Regions from separate parts of the Mus musculus genome. Here region 2 is linked to region 1. Evidence: chromatin contacts called from public promoter capture Hi-C data. All regions are on one chromosome and are shown on one strand. Each heading gives the region's core, a stretch centred on a gene start, on an enhancer-like site or on the middle of the called end of the contact. The rest is flanking DNA. Distances are from core to core; before and after follow the strand shown.

Evidence for each region. Promoter capture Hi-C pulls out the DNA fragments that hold promoters and counts their contacts.
Region 2: a promoter capture Hi-C map of pre-B cells shows a contact between it and region 1, with 2.6 times the contacts expected there. The contact joins the enhancer-like site here to the promoter of Rfc5 in region 1. A contact is called at or near these places in 7 of 39 promoter capture datasets (the 3T3-L1 cell line, the C10 cell line, cranial neural crest and 3 more), 4 of 484 Hi-C or Micro-C datasets (the HPC-7 cell line, cerebellum, cortical neurons and 1 more) and 5 of 115 datasets of contacts at active chromatin or transcription factors (differentiating embryonic stem cells, embryonic forebrain, embryonic hindbrain and 2 more).

The regions. Positions count from the first base shown.
Region 1 is chr5:117,385,232-117,392,570 of GRCm38.p6, reverse strand. Rfc5 (replication factor C (activator 1) 5) reads left to right here and starts at 3,548. Exons shown (of 11, transcript NM_028128.1): 1 at 3,548-3,654; 2 at 4,638-4,702; 3 at 5,713-5,849; 4 at 7,104-7,183. The coding sequence starts at 3,593. Gm15728 (predicted gene 15728) reads right to left here and starts at 3,449. Exons shown (of 2, transcript NR_166496.1): 1 at 3,286-3,449; 2 at 1,111-2,417.
Region 2 is chr5:117,945,880-117,953,218 of GRCm38.p6, reverse strand. It overlaps Nos1 (nitric oxide synthase 1, neuronal), which reads right to left. Exons shown (of 28, transcript NM_008712.3): 24 at 7,282-7,339; 25 at 5,651-5,799; 26 at 3,391-3,585; 27 at 336-454. Among named protein-coding and RNA genes, the nearest start is that of Gm26995, 10 kb to the right of the region's middle. Within about 2 kb of position 3,473, at least 12 of the 459 cell types and tissues checked have an H3K27ac peak or open chromatin away from gene starts, as enhancers often do. A contact at or near this core is called in pre-B cells, where this site is marked.

The DNA.
Region 1 (7,339 bases), core at 2,299-4,798:
TTTTACCTATGAGCCCCAACAAAACATCATTTGATATAGCTAACTTTCCAAAGAAACTACAAGTTTCCACTTCAGTGTGGCCATGTTGGTGGAGGTGTGTCACTGGACTTGAAGAGATCAGCTCAGGATCTCCTCTGGAGGGGAGAGGCTCTTTATATTCCTCAGAAAGACCACAGGGGGAATGGAACTATTGGCCACCTGCAGATAAGGGAAGCATTTGCTACCTAGGTGGTCCCTAAGGACCAGTTTAAAAGTCACACTGCATTGGGGTGTGGTGGCACATGCCTTTAATTACAGCACTTGGGAGGCAGAGGCAGGTGGATTTCTGAGTTCGAGGCCCGCCTGGTCTACAAAGTGAGTTCCAGGACAGCCAGGGCTACACAGAGAAACCCTCTCTCGAAAAAAGAAAAAAAAAAAAAGTCACACTGCTTTGCCAATCACATTGTGTCTAGTTGCTGATGCTCTATTCTGCCCTTGGAAACTGTATAAAAACTCACCAAACAGGCTGCCTGGGGGTACCACCTCTCCTTCGGGTGCAGGATGGAACAATAAACTCCTCTTGCTTTTGCATCGATCCCTGGCTCCACGTGGTTAGGGTCCCTGGTGGCTAAGGTTCAGTGGAGTCTTACAGACATGGTCTTTGAGATTGCAAAAGCTCCCAGAATCCATTTCCAGGTCGTTTGCTCTCCCCAACCCCCACTTATGGTTGGTGTCTCAAATGCAAAGTCTCAGCTGCTGCTCCAGTGTTGTGTCTGCCCGCTGCCTTGCTCCCAACTGTGACAGCCATGGAGTCACCCTCTGCAACTGTAATCAAGCTAAATGCTTTCTTTCTTTTTTTTTTTCCAGACCTGAGGACTGAACCCAGGGCCTTGTGCTTGCTAGGCAAGCGCTCTACCATTGAGCTAAATCCCCAACCCCACTAAATGGCTAAATGCTTTCTTATGCTAGTTGACTTGGCATGGTTTTTCTTCTTAGCAATAGAAAAGTAACCAAGACAGCCAAGCCTCCTAATCCTTTTCAAACAGTTCTACCAACTGGGGACAAAGTATTCAAGTAGATGAGCCTGTGGGGGCCACTCTCATGGAAACCACCACACCAACCCTTTCTTTCTTTTTTAAAAAGATTTATTTATTATGTGTACAGTGTTCCGCCTGCATGTATACCTACATGTCAGAAGGGGGCACCAGCTCCTATTCCAGATGGTTGTGAGCCACCATGTGGTTGCTGGGAATTGAACTCAGGGCCTCTGGAACAGCAGACAGTGCTCTTATGCTCTGAGCCATCTCTCCAGCCCAAAGTTTTGTTTGAGATGGAAAAAATATATATATATGAGAGAAAGAAAAGGTGAGCAGAGAGTGGCAGGAGGGAGGGAGTGTGGCATGTCCCCAATGTGTTAGCTATGTGGCTGTGTTGATCCCTCACAGCCATCCCTGTTATCAGTGTAGTGCACTGTGGCACTGTATCCTGTGCTTGCCACAGAGAGAAGTTATCATCAAAATCACCCCTGAGCCAAGTCAGGAGCATGGCATGTTAGTGATCTAAAGAACCAGTATTCACTCAAGTTGGCCTACAGAGGAAGCAGAGAGGCGGGGTACTGTCATCCTTGGAGTGCCATCTGATCTCCTTCTTCTGTGATGTGTTCTGTTTTGATTGAGACAGGGTCTCCTTTATTGCAGTGTTGATAAAAATCCCTTGTGTGCTGATAGCATTCCATGGGAGGGGGCATAAATGATGTCTACCCCTCCACCTAAGATTCCAGTGACAAACCGGGGCATGAGTCTACTGCCATACTTCATTTGGGGGAACCAATGAATTTATTGGGCTTCCTTACAGAGCATAGGTGAGGAGTACCTACAGGAGAGTGGGTTCTCCTTCCTCCAGAGATGGGATGGTACCAGAAAAGATTTGGCCAGTGGACAGCAGCTGGGCAGTGGTGGCACACGCCTTTGATCCCAGCACTTGGGAGGCAGAGGCAGGCAGATCTCTGAGTTCGAGGCCAGCCTAGAGAAAAAAAAAAAAAAAAAGATTTGGCCAACAGGGTAAGGGTTTTCCCATAGCTGCTTAGATAAAGACCTCTCTCCTAGTCTTTCTTAATCTGAGTACTCTAGTCTCCTCCCCCCACCCCTGCCCTCCAGGCAAGCCATGTGCAATTAAGGCAGAGTTGCACACAATAAATTATAGGGAGCCAGTGGATACTCAGGTGAGGGTCTTCCGTGAGGGGATGTAAACGGTCAAAAAGTCCAGCTAAGGTAATTCTTTTGTAAGTGGACACAGCTGAACTCCCCCAGATGGCAGCTGCTTGACTCCAAAGGTAGTTAAGTACACCACCAGGCTGGCCATGAGCTGGATATGCAGTCAAGGATGATCTTGCGATTCAAACGGCCAAGCTTGACAGCTAAGTTCGATTCCCAGGACGTCTGCATAAGAAAGAAGACCAACTCTTGAAAATTGATGCACATGGCCTCCACATGTGCAGCGAGGCACACACAAATTAATTAAAGTTAGTTTTCTTTCGAGTTTTTAAGACAGGGTCTCACTATGTAGCCCTAGCTGTCCTAGAGGCCACTCTGTAGACCTTGAACTCACAGAGATCCATCTGCTTCTGCCTCCCAAGTACTCGAATTAAAGGCATACCTGGCTCAAAGTAAAAGCTAAAGATGAAAATAAAATTGGTCACCAGGCAAACGGTGAAGCTCACATTTAATTAATCCCTGCACTTGGGAGGTAGAGGCAGGTGGATCTCTGGGTTTGAGGCTAACCTGGCCTACAGAGTGAGCTTCAGGATAGCCAAAGATACAGAGAGAAACCCTGTCTCAAAACTAATCAAATAAATAAATAAACAAACAAACAAATAAATAAATAAAATTGGTCTGTAATCCTCTTACTGTAGGAGAAAATGCATTTGTGTGTATAAAACACAAATGTTTGTATGTATTTATATGAATATATGTATGCATGTATGTGTATATATGTAACTGTATTTATGTGTATATATGATTGAATGTGTATGTTCTGTGTGTATATATATGTGTGTGATATACATGTATATGTGAGTATATATGTATGCATGTATGTATGTATGTATGCGTATTAACTGTGTATTTGTGTATACTTGTGTGTATGTATCTGTATGTGTATGTGAGTGCAGGCGTATATCTGTTTATATGTATGTGAATGGGGATGTATGTATATGTATATTTGTAACTGTGTGCATACCTGTATATGTACGTGTGTCTCTGTGTGTGTGTTGCTGGTTATGGAACCGAGGTTGCACTGACCACACACCTTGCTGCTCCTTGCGGCTTGCCCCTGCACTGACAGGATCGGGCCCTGGTGAGGCCCGCGGTGGCTCTGGCTTCAGCGCGCGGTCACCCTGGACCTCGTGCGAGGAGGCTGAGACAGCCGACTCAGGCGGTAACTCCGCTGCAGGCCGGCGCCTAGGGTTACCTAGCAACCAGCACCTTAGCAACGGGGAGGAGGCGGGCCGGGGGACGGAAGCCGGAAGCCGGAGGCGAAGCCTCGCGAGGGTTGGTTTGCGCGCGGACTCCGAGTGCGGCGGGTCAGTGGCAGGGACCCGCAGCATCTGTCAGTCATGACGGCGGCCGCGCCTTCGCAGCAGCGGCCCGCGGCGGCCCGGGCCCGGAACCTGCCCTGGTAGGAGCGGCCCCACATCCCGCTTCCCGCTCTTCCTCCTAGGAGCTTTGCAGATCCTTCCCCGCTCCCGGCCTTGGCGCCGCAGCCGCTCCTCCGCTTCCATACCTGAACGGGCTCTGAGCTCAGCTTAGCCATCCTCGGGGTCCTCGAGCATCGCCTCTGCGCTCCGATGACCCTAATAAATTGATCCTGGGTTTCTTTAGAAAGGTTCCGAGGACGGAGGAGTGGGTAGGCTTGGTTGGATTCGAACTCGTGTCCGAATTCAGCGCTTGCACTCTATCCCCTCTTTATTTGCGGGGGAGGGACCGTAGCAGCGCACCCTGGTGGAGGTCAGAGGACAACTTGCAGGGACCTGATCTTCCACCCAGGGCCCCAGCGCCTGCATTCTGAATGGCCCTACAGCACCTTAGCGGTGTTTTAAATGAAGCAAGCCTAGCCATGCTTTCATTTTCTTTTCTTCTGGTCTATCCTGAGGAGGAAGACTTGTCTCAGGCCACACGGTATTTAAATTCTCAGGACTGGAGTCACAGACCGTGTGGCCTTTTGAGTCTGGCTTCTCGAACTCAAGGGTTTTCTGTTCTGTAGCATGGTTCAGCACTCGATTCCCTCTTGAAAGCCACATCATAAGTGGATTGCCCGTTCTCTTGCTTATAGGTATTTGAGTATGAGTTCCGTTTGCGCAGTCTCAGCGCTGTTGGTGAGGGGCAAGGGGGAGCTGTCCTGCCCACTGGAGGATGTTAGCAACCTCCTGACTCCTACTCAACAGATGCTGCTAACACCCATTGCACAGTTAATACAGATAACTGGCCTGACCGATGTCCCCTGGGGGGACAGAACAACTCCTGGTTGTGAGAGCCAGTGCTCTGTTCAGACGCGAAGGGTTTCTCTTCCTCTGCTGCTTAGGATGTGAAGGGGCTTCTTTGCATGTAACAGAACATGGCTTGAGTATATAGATTGTAACTTAACGGTGAATCCTATTTCAGGGTTGAGAAGTACCGGCCACAGACCCTGGCCGATCTCATTTCTCACCAGGACATTCTGAGTACCAGTAAGTATCTGTCTGTTGCTGCTGTCCTTGTGGAGGGTTGGGTCCATTTCGTGATGACGATGTCTCTGCTGGGTGACCCTTAGAGGATGCTCTGAGCCTTTATAGAACCGGCCATGTGTCGCCTTCTCCATAGTGTACCAAACTGTCTCAAGATCTGTTTGGTTTTACTGTTTAGGTGTTTTGTTTACACATGAAAGTGTGTGCACCTTGTGTGCCTGGCTCCTCCAGAGGCCAGAAGAGGACCCTGGATCCTGTAGGCAGTTGTGAGCTGCTATGTAGGTGCTAGGAACCAAACCCAGATCCTCTGCAAGAGCACCCGGCTTAACTGAGGCACCTTCCCAATCCCCCCATGTCCCAAGAAGACAACACAGAAGAGGGATGGTTGATTTTGAAGAGGTTTTGGTTCACAGTGCTTGGCTCTGTTGACTCTAGACCCTTGGTGAGCACAACTTCGTGGCAGTGGGAGCACTCTGCTCCAAAGTGGACAGGAAGTAGAGAGCTAAAGGGGTGGGGGAGCAAGCAGTATGACCCTCAAAGGCACGAGTTTGGTGACCTGACTCCTCCAATGAGGCTGTGCCTCTAAACCAGTGGCTCTCAACCTTCCTAAAGATGTGGCCCTTTTAATACAGTTCCCCATGTTGTGGTGACCACCCCCCCCCACCATAAAATTATTTCATTGCTACTTAATAAATGGAATTTGGTACTGTTACAAATTATAATGTAAATAAATGTCTGATAGGCAGGGTATGTGTGCGATATGTAGCTCCTAAAAGTGTCGAGACAGGTTGAGAACTTCTGCTCTCAACTTAATAGACCCTCCCAAGATAGCTAGTGTGGAAGACAGATAGACAGACAGACAAACTGTGGTGTGACTTCAGGACTTCCCCTCCCTGTCTACTCCGACTAGGACACTGAAAAACTGAAGCATATCTGGATTTAGCATAACCAGGTCCTAAGGTGATTGTGTAGGACCCAGAGACTGACACATGTCACCCCTTCCTGTCCCTCAGTTCAGAAGTTCATCAGTGAAGACCGCCTGCCACACCTACTTCTCTATGGCCCTCCAGGGACAGGAAAGACATCCACCATCCTGGCCTGTGCCAAGCAACTGTACAAAGATAAAGAATTTGGCTCCATGGTCTTGGAGGTGAAGGAGACACTCTCACTCCACAACAGCTCAGACCTCCAGACACTTAACCTTTGTCCTTCTTTTATTCCCTGACCATCTGAGTCCTGGCTGTGTTTGACCAATGGGATCTTGTGTGTGTTTTGGGGGGAGTTGGGGGGTGTCAAAATGGGGGATACTGCTTAGACTTGCTAGGGCATTAACACCTGGCAGCCTCTACTTTCTGCGGGGCCAACTTAGAGGTTGTACCCTGCCCACACAGCCTGCTCTACCTGCCCACAGCTCTTGTTGAACCCCTTAAGATTTCGTGGTGATAATGAATACTGCATATCTCTTTAGTTTAGGCTAGTGGTTCTCAATCTTCCTAATGTTTCGACCTTTTAATACAGTTTGTTATGATGTGGTGACCCCCAACTATAAAATTATGTTCATTACTACTTCACAACTGTAATTTTGCTACTGTTATGAATTGTAGTACAGTTATCTGTTTTTTTGATAGTCTTAGGCAACCCGTGAAAAGGTCATTCGACACCCCTTGGGGTCAAAACCCACAGGTTGAGAACCACTGCTCGACAAACACCTTTAAAAATGTCTCTTCATCAGGATCTTCTTAGATTACTGCTCTGAGCCATGCTGTCTGTGAACTCTTGGGACCTTGGCTGACAACCTTAATACCCTTAGGTTACAAAAACCTAAATGCTGTATTTGAAAGAAAAGCATTTGAGGGACTGGAATGTAGCTTATTTGATAGAGTGCTCGCCTACTATGCACAAGGTCCTGGGTTTGATCCTTAGCATAATAAACAGACTATACACCTATAATCCCAGCATGCAGGAGGTGGAAGCAGGAAGGTCAGAAGTTCACGGTCATCTTAGGCTATGTGAGTTCAAGGCTAACTTGAATACAGAAGACCCACAATCAGAAGAAAAGCATTTGACTCAGGCAGTGGATCTGAAGCTTAGCCCCTTGCTGTCCAGAGTTCTTTCTTTGGCTTATTCAAAGCACAGTAGCCTGCAGGTGGTGAGAACTAAAGTTAACATCAATTGCTCACGGCAGAGGTCCTGGGTCAGGGTCACCAGGCCGTGTTTATTTCCTACATTTTTGTGGATGATCCTTTTAGGATGTTGTGTGATGGTATTGTGAGGCTGTGTACAGGGTTTTTGATGATTGTATCTTAGCTGTCATTAGACCTGAATGGCTGGCTGACACTTCCAGCCACTAGCTTGTAGCTGGCACAGGGTGTGACTGTCACAGCATCCTCTCTTCCTCCTGTAGCTGAATGCTTCTGACGACCGAGGGATCGATATTGTTCGGGGGCCAATCCTCAGCTTTGCCAGCACAAGGACAATCTTCAAGTAAGAATTACCTGTAGGATTTCTCTCCCTACAGGTCTTAGTGCGGGTTAGGAGGGACACAGCCTGGCTGTTCGGTCCCCCTTGGCTGGTATAAAGGGAAGAAGGGAACACCTGGACAGAAGCAGGGGTGGGCCAGCGTTTGAGAGGTGGGGATGC
Region 2 (7,339 bases), core at 2,224-4,723, 560 kb before region 1:
GTAGGGGGAGCATCAAGAGTTACAGTGTTTGTAGGCAGAAACCAACCTCCCACAAGGTGTCCAGAGCAGGGACTACCACCATCTGGATCCTTGGAGTCCCGAATGGCTCACAGGACTGGAGACACCTGGGCACGTGCACCCCTTTCTTTTGTTTTATTGAGAGGAGATCTCCATGCGTAGCTCCAGCTGGCCTCAAATGGGCAACCTTCTGCCCAGGTAGCAGCAGGATCGCAGCCACACATTTTGGTCTGGGACACTCCCACCCATCGCCATTTTGGTCTGGGGATTCCTGCCCACCAGCTGTAGCCCCTCCCCCAGACCTGGATGTGACTTACTCATCTGTGTCTTTTTTGCTCTCTTCAATGAAGGCGATGGACTCAGATCTAAGGCGGTTGGTCACTTCATATGTTCTGAGGGTGACCCCAAAGATGTCCTCGTGGTACCGGTTGTCATCCTATGGGCAGAAACAGCCAGGGCATGGATCAGATGGCAGGGAAGGGCTTGGAGAGGGACAGACATGGGATACACGGGAGAGCACACACCTAGACAAGACAAAGGCTAAGCTCAAGGTCCTGGGGTACCTGTGGTCACTAAGGCTGTGGTGAACAGTGCTCCACCCTTTTGTGCCTAGGTGACAAAGAATCTATGGGGTGAGTATTTGGAAAAAGGGTGGCTGCCTTGAGGATTCTGAGCATAGAAGGATCAAGGAGGCCCAAAAGGAGCTTTAATTCTGTCTCTCCTCTTTCCAACTCACCCCTGAAAAGTTCGGATCCCTGCAAAAAAAAAAAAAAAAAAAAAAAAAAAAAAAAAAGGGACAACATAAACTCCCTTTATCTCCATGTAAGGACCAGGCTTGTTTTGGAAAAGGCGGCCTTAAGGCATCAGCTCCAGGAACAGACCCTAAGTCCCAGGAACCAGGCCATAAGACGCCAGCTGCTCTGGGAACAGACCATAAAATCCAGAAGGAAGGTCATAAAACCCCCTCCCCAAGAACAGCCTGGGGGTAACCACAAGAATGGGAAGATATCTTATCTCAGGATTGGCCACCTGTGCTGGACAGCCCTATCTCCTCCTGACATAGGAATTCGAACCACTGACCACCTGGCTAATCAGAAGCCGACCCCTGTGACCTCCCCAGCACCCACCAATAAAATTTTCGATTACCTAACCCACTTTCTAAATACAGAGGGACTAACATAGTAGCCAAAGTTCTACTAATGTCACTGCTTTGGCCCCTGCCAATCACGGTAGAGATTACCTAATCTTCTAGAACTTCTAGAGAGTTCCCCCAGTTCCCTGTAAGAAGGCCGGTGTGCCTTTGACTAGGGTCGCCATTTTGAAAAATGGTTGACCCCCCCCCCCCACTGGTTATTTCTACAGAATAAAACGCTCTCTGCCTCTGCATGCATGCTAAGTCTGGGGGGTCTCCCTTCAGCGATTTTCAGACCTTTACACCAGCAAGCCCGAATTAAGTAGGAAATATTCCAGCTGACTGGTACCAGCAGATGGAGAGAAAAGGAAGGTGACTGTGGGGCTGGGGATCTAGTCTGTGGTACATTACTTCCTCAGCGTGCACAAGACACTCGGTTTTGTCTCCAGCATGGGGCGGGGGGGGGGGCGGGGGGGCGGGGGGCAGTGGTGGGGCAGATTCAGAAGTGATGGGAGGCCCCTTGGCAAAAGTGAGGGGTGGGTTGGTCAGTTAAGAATATTATTATTTGGTCCTGGAGCAAGCGGGGGCCAGAGCAAGAGGGAGAAAGGGAAGGGGGGGGGGAAGAATATTATTATTTAAGAGTGACGTTTGGTGGTTGGGAGGAGAGAGTCATCATATTCCCAGGGAGGGTAGTGGCCAGGAGCTTGGCTTGGCTAGTAGTGCCAATGGGATACTCAGTTCTAGTACCCTGCTCTGTATCCAGGCACCCAATGTATTCAGTTCTAGTGCCTGGTTCCTGCAGCAAGGTCCACATCTGTCAAAGACACCAAGGGTGTGGCAGGCCACACAGCATCCCTCCTCACCTGGCGTGTCTTTTTCCTCCCCTTCTGTGAATGTGTTTGTATCCATGTCCGTACACGTGTGTGTGTGTGTGTGTGTGTGTGTGTGTGTGTGTGCGCGCGCGCACACACACACACACACACACGCGCATTATAGAGGCCAGAAGATGACACTGGGTGTCTTTTGATCTCTTCATTTTATGTACTGAGGCAGGGTCTCTCACCTGAGCCCAGAGCTCATGATTCAGCTAATCTCACTGGTCAGCTTGCTCTGGGCAAGCCCTGCCTCTGCCTCTGTGTGCCAGGAGCACAGGCAAGCTGTCATGCCCATCTGGCATTTATGTAAATGCTGGGGATTTGAACTCTGGTCTTCATGCTTGCACCGCGAGTACCTTTCCTGCCGAGCCCTCTCTACAGCCCCCTGCCAACTTCTAGCAGAAATCTCTTTTCCCTCACTGGGCTTAGAGAAGAGTGTCTAGAAAAATGTTTGCCTACTAACTGGGGTCACTGAGATGGCTCAGCTGGTGAAGGGGCTTGCCACCAAGCCTGATGACATGAGTTAGATCCCTAGGACCCACACGATAGAAGAGAACACTCTGCCAGGTGTCCCCTGACTTCCACAGGTGCACCACGACATATTCATGCCCCTCCCCCAATGAACATTGATCATTGTTCATTTAAGAAATCACAGTGGGATGGGACTGCCTCTGGGATTCAGTTTCTATTGGGGGAGGTGATCTGTCACAACAGTTAGGACACTGTTAGGGAAACTATCACGGCTGCTAACCTACTAGCCTTTGAGCAGAGTAAGAAAAGGCCTTTCCTTCAGGGCAGTCACACCCCACATCAGGTGCACTGTTTAGAGAGCAAGCATAGCGGTATTCAGTTCAGTTCCACCTGCCCTCTTTGGATGAGACTTGTTTTGTTTTGTTTTTTTGTTTGTTTGTTTTGTTTTTGTATTTTTTGGGGGGGGGCAAGACAGGGTTTCTCTGTTTCATTGCGTTGTCTTGAAGCCCACTCTGTAGACCAGGCTGGCCTTGAATTCAACAGTGATCCACCTGCCTCTGCCTCCAGAGAGCTGGGATTAAAGATGTGCACCACAACGTGGTGGGTGAGCCTTTTCATGAAGTGCCAACCATATGAAATCATTTGCTCAGGGGTGCAGGAAGCACTGAGCTAGGATTGCATCCATAAAACTCCCCACAGGCCCAGTGTCATTTTCATACTAGAACCTATAACTATATTGACTGTGTGTACCTGCATGCCTGCCTTCCTGTCTGTCTCTGTCTCCGGATCGAGGCTAGGTGCAACCCCAGTTATAAGGTCAGATGGACTCCCCGAGTTACGGTACAGGTTGGAAGAGAGGAAACTTCTGGACGCTGGTTGCCAGCTGTCACTCACCCTCAGCCTGCTGATGAACACACCAGCATCCTCCTCCGAGAGTTTCCCCTGCTGGGTCATTATGCGCTGGATGGCTTTGAGGACATCAGCGGCCATGGTAACGTCCCCGCAGACATAAATATGGCCTCCTTGCTCCTTCAGGGCGCGGTACACAGACTCGGCCAGCTGTTCCTGCAGCACGTCCTGTACATATTTCTGCAGAAGCAGAGGACAGTGAGCTGTGGCCCCTCTGAGAGGCTTCTGGCTCCACCCACCAGGAAGCAAGGGCTTGTGGGTAGGGCTTCTGTGCTCCATTCACAAGGAAGTATGGTGCAGGGGCTTGTGGGTAGGGAGCTGTTTTGTGAGCTAAGCTCAGGGGAATGGGCCGAGGGACTAGAAAGAGTGAAATAGGACCAAACTACCATCATGTGTGAATGGGCTGATTTCAGCCTTGGGCAGCTGGAGCTTGGCTGCTGAGGACCCTCTGGGGAGCCTTGAGAGTACTCCCTAGAACTGGGGGAGTGCTCCCTAGATAACCTTCATTGGGAGCACCCCAGAATATATGACTATCAACTTGATAAAACCTTGAGTCATCTAGGAGACAAAATTTGGGGTGTGTCCATGAGGGAGTCTCTAGACTGAGTTAGTGAGGGTAGTTAAGCCCAGTCTAAAAAATGGGTGGTATTATTTTATAGTTCTTGACTGTATAAAAGGAGAATTCAAGCTGGGTACCAGCATTCCTCTCTCTCTCTCTGCTCACAAACCGAAGCTGCATATGTGACCATCTGGTTCAGGTTTCTGCTGCCACGCCCTCCTCACCATGATGGGCAGTAGACTGTACTCCCTAACTGTGGGTCCCAATAAAAAACCTTCCTTATTTAAGTAGCTTTCATCAAGTATTTTGTCCGGGCCACGAGGCAAGTAACCGAAACGCAAGGGCCTTAGCTACCTTCTCCTTACCCTGGAGGGGTGGTGGTCACGATTGGGTCAGAGAAGCTCAGGGCAGTAAGCCATGGATTGGCAAAGTAAGGGGTTTCCGGCCTCCCCACCCCGCCCATTGCCTCAATAAGCTAGCTATCCCAGCAAGGATGGAAGTGAGGGGCAGGTTAGCTAGAAGCTTGCGGGTGAGCTGAGCACAGAGGTGGTCCACTGCAGTGTTTGTTTAATGGGCCAGAAACAACTCCCATGTATGGCTGCCATTCAGCTGGTAATTTCTGCTGGTGACCGCCACCCCCGGGGTGCCAAACAGCCCCGTCCACATCCCCTGACTGTTCTTCTCCCACGACATAGGTCCTAGCCTAGTCTCTGGGATCTCCAAAGTGCCCCCCAAACCCAGCAGTTAGAATACCAGTTCCATAGCCCATGTTCATTCTGATTGGTGTTGCCTCTTGTGGACTGTCAAATAAGTATATTTTAAGCTTCTTTTTACATTTTAGCTCATTAATTTTTTTGAAACTAGTATTACTGGGTAGCTCAGGGTGGCTTTGAACTCAAACTTTTTCTGCTTTAGCCTCTCAAGAACTGGGATTATAGGTGTGGGCTATCATGCTCACCTAGGCTCTATTTAAAAGGTTTTTTTTTTTTTTTGTTGTTGTTGTTGTTGGAAATATACACAACAAAGTACATACTGTGTTAAAGTATATAATTCACCTCTAATTATTTAGGAGGTAGAGGCAGAAGGATTACAAATTCTAGACTGGGTTAAGCTAAAGAGTGGGTTCTGTGCTAGCCTGGGCTACATATAGCAAGATCATATTATGTAGCTGTTAAATATTTTCAAGGGACTCAGCCCCCCCCCCCCACCAGGCTTTCTGAGGACAGAGCAGATTTGGGGTTAGGGGTAACACACTCAGAAGTGGGGTGTCTTGGTTTCCATTCTGTCACGATGAAAGCAACTCAGGGAGACAGGGTTGGTTTTGAGTTCAGGTGCATCACTATGGGGACGCCCTAGTGGCAGGAACTTGAAGCAGTCACGGGTAGAGAGGAACGGATAGCCAATACTCAGTGCTCAGCTCTCTCCTGCCTTTCATTCAGTCCAGGGTCAGGCCATGGAATGGTGCTTCGTACATTCAGACTGAGCCTTCCCACCTCGGTTAACCCCATGTTAAGTCCAGACAATCCCCCTTGAGCCCCTCTCCCTGGGTGATTCTAGATTGTTTCAAGTAGACAACAAAACTGGCCATCATGGTATGTGTGTGTGTGTGTGTGTTTGTGTGATGCGACATTCACAGGCATATTCATGCTTGCACACTTGAGGGCATCCCAGTGTGGGCCAGGTTACCTTTGGCCTGTCGGGTTCCCGGGAGTAGGCAGTGTACAGCTCTCTGAAGACGCCCTTGTTCTTGGCCTGCAGGGTCTCCTCTCTGTAGATATGATCTATCTTGGATTGTCGACACCCGAAGACCAGAACCATGGGGCACGGATTCATTCCTGGGGACCGGGAAGACCCATAACACAGATGGCTCTGATGCCCAAGTGGGCAGTGGTTTAGCTACAGGAGCTGGGGGTGCTGGGACCACAGGACATGACGTGTTGAGGAAAACTCGCATACATGGGGCAGGGGGTTAAGCACACAGGTGCCTCCATATGTTTGCATCTACACATACAGACAAGCATGGCCCGTGGGGAACGGGGCATTCCCTAGACATTCCTTGCCTGGTCTCACTCCATCCCTATGCAAGACTCCTTAGCAGCCTGCTATTGGAAAATGCCCAGAGCCCAGACTGGAACCTGATGGTCTGCGTCTGAGTCCCAGCTCTGTGGGACCTTGAGCACGTCAGCTCCCTCTCAGAACTTCAGTTTCCCCATTTGAGTATGGAAGCACTAGCTTCCTCAGGATGCAAGTGAAATAGGGATCCCAGGGTTGCCCTGGGCAGGAAAACCTCACGTAAAATAGTGTTCTCTAGAAGTTCTATACATCTTCCTTCGAGCTGTCAGTTACTTCTCCTCTTAATACAGACTGTATTTTATTTCAGTTGTTTGATGTGCCGTTGGGGAATCAGATTTGGTGTGTGGGCCAATGGTAATGCCCACAACCACCTCTTGGGGTCACTGTTCTACCAGAAACACAGCTCAGTGTGGGACACAGAGCTAACATCGATCCATCATATATCTATGTATTCTCTATGTATCTAACATCTATCATCTATCTATCTATCTATCTATCTATCATCTATCATCTATCCATCATATATCTATGTATTCTTTATCTATCATCTACCTATCATCTATTTATCTATCTCTTATCTGTCTGTCTGTCTGTCTATCTATCTACCTCAATTCTTGCTGGTCTAGAACTGAGTAGACCAGGCTGGCCTGAGGTCACAGAGATCCAGCTGTCTCTGGGTCTTGGGGTTAAAGACGTGTGCCAGCACACCTGGTCTAGGTTTAAATCTATGTCCATACTGTCCTTCTGTCTTGTCCTGTTGGACTCCTTGTTTGCTCAGTCTACAACTGGGAATCATTTCTCTTTTTCTTCCAAACCTGCACTTCATCTCACACAGCAAGACCTAATTCTAGTGACCATTCACGAGGTAGTCTCTCTCTCTCTCTCTCTCTCTCTCTCTCTCTCTCTCTCTCTCACACACACACACACACACACACACACACACACACACACACACACACACACATCTATTTGATAAGGATGCACACCTATCCTTGGTGGAATACTGGGCTTTTAGGACCAACTCTTAAATCAAAGACATGTCCTCTGAGGATGAGATTTTGGGCCCCTGGGACAGGCTGTGTAGCAGGTCTGTTTGAGTGGGCTGTTCAGGCACCTGTGGCCACATCGGTATGGCAGTCCCTCCTCACCCCTCCCCTCCCCATGCAGTGAGGTGGAGCAGGGGCCCTCCATCGTTCTCTGGGTTAAGGGTCAGGTCAGTGGCCCCTGGATCGTTGCGTTGGTACCTTTGTGTTGGATGTCAAATTGTCGCTGTTGCCAAAAACTTCGGAAGGGAGCGATGCC